Linked DNA regions of Sus scrofa: region 1 is linked to region 2. The links are chromatin contacts, called in public Hi-C maps. All regions are on one chromosome and are shown on one strand. Each heading gives the region's core, a stretch centred on a gene start, on an enhancer-like site or on the middle of the called end of the contact. The rest is flanking DNA. Distances are from core to core; before and after follow the strand shown. Region 1 overlaps EGFR (epidermal growth factor receptor). Region 2 overlaps LOC100517727 (a long non-coding RNA gene).

The links. Hi-C and Micro-C count contacts between places; a contact is called where the count stands out from the background.
Region 1: a contact with region 2 is called in a Hi-C map of liver, with 3 times the contacts expected there. The contact joins two enhancer-like sites. A contact is called at or near these places in 1 of 47 Hi-C or Micro-C datasets (liver) and 2 of 2 datasets of contacts at active chromatin or transcription factors (alveolar macrophages and skeletal muscle).

What each region holds. Positions count from the first base shown.
Region 1 is chr9:139,460,063-139,463,124 of Sscrofa11.1, reverse strand. The region is part of intron 20 of EGFR (epidermal growth factor receptor); the gene reads right to left. Among named protein-coding and RNA genes, the nearest start is that of EGFR, 160 kb to the right of the region's middle. Within about 2 kb of position 1,539, at least 34 of the 83 cell types and tissues checked have an H3K27ac peak or open chromatin away from gene starts, as enhancers often do. A contact at or near this core is called in liver, where this site is marked.
Region 2 is chr9:139,179,730-139,182,556 of Sscrofa11.1, reverse strand. The region is part of intron 1 of LOC100517727 (a long non-coding RNA gene); the gene reads right to left. Among named protein-coding and RNA genes, the nearest start is that of SEC61G, 45 kb to the right of the region's middle. Within about 2 kb of position 1,331, at least 9 of the 83 cell types and tissues checked have an H3K27ac peak or open chromatin away from gene starts, as enhancers often do. A contact at or near this core is called in liver, where this site is marked.

The DNA of each region.
Region 1 (3,062 bases), core at 290-2,789, 280 kb before region 2:
GGAACTATACGTAGTCCCTTGTGATGGAACATGATGGAGGATAATGTAAGAAAAAGAATGTATGTATATGTATAACTGGGTTACTGCTGTACAGCAGAAATTGACAGAACACTGTAAATCAACTATGATTTAAAAAATAAAAAAAAAAATACTACCAGGCTATTTGTGGGATCTTTAACATTTTTCTTTCCTTGGAAAAACAACAAATAAGTGATTCTTATGTCTCACCTGTACTACCTAAGAAAGCTCCTGAATGTTTAAGATGCTGGGGCTTTTTTTCTTTTTCTTTTTCTTTTTAGGACTGAACCTGCAGCATATGGAGCTTCCCAGGCTAGGGGTCAAATGGGAGCTGCAGCTGCCGGCCTATGTCATAGCCACAACAACACCAGATCCAAGCTGCATTTGTGACCTACGGAGCAGCTCATGGCAATGCGGATTCTCTCTTCTCAGTGAGAGAGGCCAGAGATTGAACCTGTATCCTCGTGGCTACTATGCAGGGTCCTACCCTGCTGAGCCACAATGGGAACTCCTATGCTGTCTGTTCAAAATGGTTCCCTTGCTAGGGTGTCTCAGGTGCCAGGAAATAAGATGAATGGGCTCATGTCTACCAGATGCTTCCCTGGAACTTCCAAACTAGGAATTATTATTTAGGAATGGAGTGTGGAGAGGGAGAGAGAAGTGGGGCTGAGAAAATGCTTCCAAACAGAGGAGGACTTCCACTCACTGGCCCCTCTGCCCGTCAAGGGGCTCCTGCATCAGCATCCGACCCCTGTGATCCATTAAACCCACAAGGAGGACTTCGGGGGCACTTCCAGTTCTGTTTAATTCTCCCTGTGGACTCTCATCCTGCTGCTTTCAATGCCTAAAAGAGAATTTGTGCACTGGACCCATGTGCTACAAACCCTGTTGAAGCTGAAGGGACAGGGGTAAGAAGAGCAGCTGACAGCTCTGAGCCAGCCCCCAACGCCCCAGGCGGAGGCCGTGGGCCCGGCCTCCGGGTTCAGAGTCTAGGCTGGGGCCTCACAGACCAAGGGCTCGGAGTCCCCAAGACCTCCCCTGAGATGGTGACCTCAATTTCCTGCTGGGGCCTCCAAGTGAAACTTGCCTGCTGACCCAAAGACTGCTTCAGATTCCAAAGAAAACGACCACAAGAACAAACAAACAAACAAAAACCCAGCCAACACCCCAGCTCCTCGGCCCATGCTGCTGAGTAAGTCCATGGACAGAACCTGACGATGGATTATGCCCCAGCCCCTCTCTCTGGTCCTTAAAGAACCAGAGCAACTGCAATAAAGTCTGAAAAATGTTCTCAGCATCGCGGTCTTCAGAGAAGGCTTGGGAAAGGGGAGAAAAGGGCGGTTCACATTCTGGAGCCACGGCTAATCAGCCAGAGGGGTTTAAATCAGAGACACTCTGGGGACAAGATTAGAGTCATTGAACTTAGATAAAACTGGATTCCTTGCGCTCAGTCTCACATTAACAGAGGCAATTTGAAAGGCCATCTCACTGCTTAGCAGTTATACTTTAACCAGGCACCAAGATAAGGGCCCTGACACGGCTCAGGAACTCCCAGAATCTGAACAGAGGCCACGGGAAGCAGTGTCAGTGTAAAAGCCCCTGGGCCTCTCGGAAATGCCTGTCCTCAATTCTTCTTGGAGACCTCGCTAAGTTTAACGAATATATGTATATGGTCGGTTAACGCAGGACAGCTAGGATGGGTATTAATATACTGGGGTTAATGGGGATCCGGAGAACTGCCTGGGCCCTGATCACAGAGGAAACACGAGCACTTCACGAGGGTTTTCAAGACTTTCTTGACACAACACCCACGTTAAAAGAAAGGCCTGACACTTACAGACTTTTCCCAGGCTTTGCAGCACCTACAAGTCCTGGGCGGCCCAGAGAGGGAGGCAGGGATCGCCTATATTTTAACCACCTGTGGGGAGGCGGGAGCACTGACCTGGCCAATAGGAGAAGGCGAGGTGGGACGCGGAGGGAACAGAGGGCCCAGCAGAGTAAAGCATGGACCCCTGGCCCCACCCTCAGAAGAGGCGGGGGAGCCAGAATTTCTTATTCCAGACAGAGGCGGAGCAGCGCCAAGCCCTGCTGTGTGGCTGGAAGGCCAGCTCAGCTCACAGCCCTTGGCGTCTGCTTTGCCCAGGGCATTGAATGCTGATGGAGAACCTGGCCTTGGGAGCAAGCCTTGCCTCACTGCCCTGACGTAAAACAGTCTACGCAGAGGGCTCAGCGAGCTGATCCCCAGGGTGCACTCAGGCCCGCACCAGGCGCATGCTCCAGCGGTGCCGGCACTGCCCCAGTTCTTCCCAAAGACCAGTGAATCCTCTCTTCTCCGCCCTTCTTCCTTCAATGACCTTGACTGAGGCTGCCACCGTGTCCTGCTACCCTGAAGAAGCCTGATCATGGAGTTCCTGTCGTGGCTCAGTGGTTAGCAAACCCGACTAGTATCCATGGGGACGCAGGTTCAATCCCTGGCCTCCCTCGGTGGGTTAAGGATCCGACGCTACTGGGAGCTGTGGGTGTAGGATCGCAGATGCAGCTCGGATCCCGAATTGCTGTGACTGTGGTGTAGGCCGGCAGCTGTAGCTCTGATTCGACCCCTAGCCTGGGCACCTCCATATGCCACGAGTGTGGCCCTTAAAAGATGAAAGAAAAAAAAAAGAAGCCTGATCATGAGCAAATATCTGTGTGGCGCCCTCTGCTTTCATGATGAGGCTGGACCTGCAGGGCCCCAAGGAGTCTCCTCTCCCCGCCAGCTCCTGCCCTGTGCCTCACCTGCTCAGCAGCCCTCAGCGTCCCCAGCTCCTCAGATGCCCCCGGCAGAAGGACGGGCTCTCCCCATCTGCCAGACACGGGCCGAGGGGGCAGGGGAAGGGGAGGGGCTGATGCTGCTGGCAGACTGAGCCACCCTGCTGGTCCCCATGTGCGCGGTACAGCAACCTCAGCCCTCCCGGCCCCCTCCTTCCCTGCTACCCTGTTAGCTCTGCGGGGATCTGTGTTCCTTGCGTGAGGAAATGAGGAAATTGGAGAGCTAAGAAATGTTG
Region 2 (2,827 bases), core at 82-2,581:
CCCAGCACTGCTTACTGAAGAGGGGATCTTCTCTCCGTGGCATATTCCTGCCTCTTTTGTTGTAGATTAGTTGACTGTAAGTGTGTGGATTTACTTCTGGCTCTCTATCCTGTTCATTGACCTAGGTTTCTGTTTTTGTGCCGGGACCATACTACTTTGATGACCACAGTTGTGGAGTAGAGACTGACACAGAGAATGCGATTCCTCCAGCTCTGCTCTTCTTTCTCAGGATGGTTTTGGCTATTCAGGATCTTTTGTGTTTCCAAACAAATTTTCTGAATTACTTCGTCTCCTCTGTGAAAAATGCCGTTGGTATTTTGACAGGGATCACACTGAATCTGTATACGTGTGTGTGTAAATATATATTATATATATATGTATGTATATGAATTTAGAGTTACCACAATCTCAAGCTCATGAAGCACTTGGAAATTCCTTGCTTCACATCTTAAATTAGAAATTGCATCCTCAGAGTTCCCATTGGGCTCAGTATGTTAAGGGCCTGACATAGTATCCATGAGGGTGTGGGTTCAATCCCTGGCCTCGCTCAGTAGGTTAAAGATCTGGAGTTGCAGCAAGCTGTGGCATAGGTTGCAGAAGTGGCTTGGATGTGGCCTTTCTGTGGTGGGCAGCTGCAGCTCTGATTTGACCCCTAGCCCAGGAATATCCACATGCTGCAGTTGCGTCTGTAAAAAGGAGAGAAAGAATGAAAGAACGAACGAAGGAAAGAAGGAAGGAAGAAAGGAATTACCTCCTGCACAAAATTATCCAGACTGCCCACATTAGGATCAAGTGTCTTTCCATCCCGTGGCCCCACAGCTTCCTGATGAGGCACAAATCGGCTCACAGCAGTGCCCCCCCCCCCCAAAGGTCCAAGAATGCTGGTTGTAACTCTTGGTCCACAGTGGGCTGCGCCTAGCTCTGTGCACATAATCGAGCTTTGTAAATAAAGAGATGCCTTTAGCACCGTCTATAGAGAACCCTAGGCCACTTGATTCATCAGGGGAACGAGCTCTGGGCCTTTGCCTTAGTAGTTGGTGAACAGGGCCCCTCTGCAGCCTCTTCTGCTGACTGCTGGGCCCAGAGCACTGGGTTCCCAGAGGATCCCTGCCCACAGCATCAGCAGCACCTGTGAACATGATAGGACCACAGATGCACAGATGCATCACACACTGGCAGAATCAGACCTCAGGGTGAGGCCTGGCTGCATTCTAATACCCAGCTGCTGACTCTGACCCCCCAGAGGCCCCAAGGAGTCTGAAGGAGCAGCTCTGCTTGCCGCCCACTGAGCCCAGCTGACAGGGACGGACCTCGTGCCAGCAGAGGGAAGCAAAGGGCAGCAGAGCCTAGACAAGCTGAGGGGGAAAGAGGAACCCCGGCCGGCAGCTCTGGCCCAGCACATCCAGGGCCAAGTGCAGATGCAGCTTCCAGAGGGAGGGGATCCCAGATTACTCAGACTCTGGGTTGAGCTGGGGACACAGAGCGTGGGTGGATCAGTGGGGGGAGCTGAAGAGGAGACCAAACTTGACGTCATGTCAGCGAATCAAGCAAAGCACAGTCCTGACTGAAGGATGCACTCAGGGCGCAGTAAGACCTGCCTCAGCCTTCCCTTCGGGATCTCATCGCGAGGCTCAGAAGCCCGGCTGTGGGACTTGCAGTTCTCACTCTCAAATGTACAGGTAATATTGGGGCAGCTTTCGCCATAATGTTCTGCCCCCTGAGCCCTTTACTCATCCTTTAGTTTCTCAGCTCATGCAGGATAGAGGAGGGGTAATCTGAAATTCTGCCTTCTTTGCCTGAAACAAGGCTCCTCTCAAAGTTAAGGCCCGGCTGCTTTTATTTCTGCTGTGCTTACTGAATGATACGACGGATGTGAAAGTCCTTTGCAAAGTACACACTGTACAGATGCAAGCTACTGTTGTCACAAGGGCTCCAGTGACCAGACTTTGTGTACCTACGTCCCCACATCAGATGATCCATCTTCTCAAAGATTTGTTTTGTGAAAGGCAGTGTGGTTATTAGATTGGGCCTGGCCTTTGGACTGTAATAGGCTGGTTCAATCTTAGGTCAGTTAGTTACTTTCTGCAGGATGCTGCATAGCTGTTGACTCTTGTTAGCCTCTGAAATAAGACTGAGATCATAAAATCTGCCACAAGGATTAAGTGCAGGATGTACGTGGTGATTGATGTACACAGGACAGGCACACAACCACGCAACTTTCTTTTATAAGATAAGACTAAGCAGGCCGAAAAAGGGCTCAGAACATCAGACGAAGTGATAAAGTTAAAACATGTGCCACTCCTGTTCCTCTGTTCTGCTTCTGCTGCTCACTTCCCATCCTAAATTAAAAGCTGATTCCTTGGAAAGGCCTTCCAAGCCAAATCCTTATAAAACCCATCCTTCGTTCCAAAGCCTCCTGCTTCTTCCTCTCACTTTGGTCACGCTGGGCCCTCAGCTTTCCTCAAATGTCACATCAAGGGGCGGTCTTCCTTGTCACCTCACCCAACTGAGCTTCCAAAACTCTCCATGCCATCACCCCTCTTTCTGAATTTACTTTTCTCTTTGAACTTCTAATCAGCTAATATGAAATGTTTCTTATTCCTCTTCCTTGTTTCCTGCTCCCTCATTGGAGGGTCCACAGGTTAGGGATTTGGGTCTCTTCTGCTCACTCTTCTAAATCTGGCACCCACAGTGCTGCCTGGTATATGCTAGGTGCTTATTTTGTTGAATGAAAGGATGAAGTATGGTTCTCATGACTCAAGACGAGTGCTCTGGGATATAAGTGCATTGCAGTTACTTTAGAAAGGAACTCGAAACTCTAAGAAGG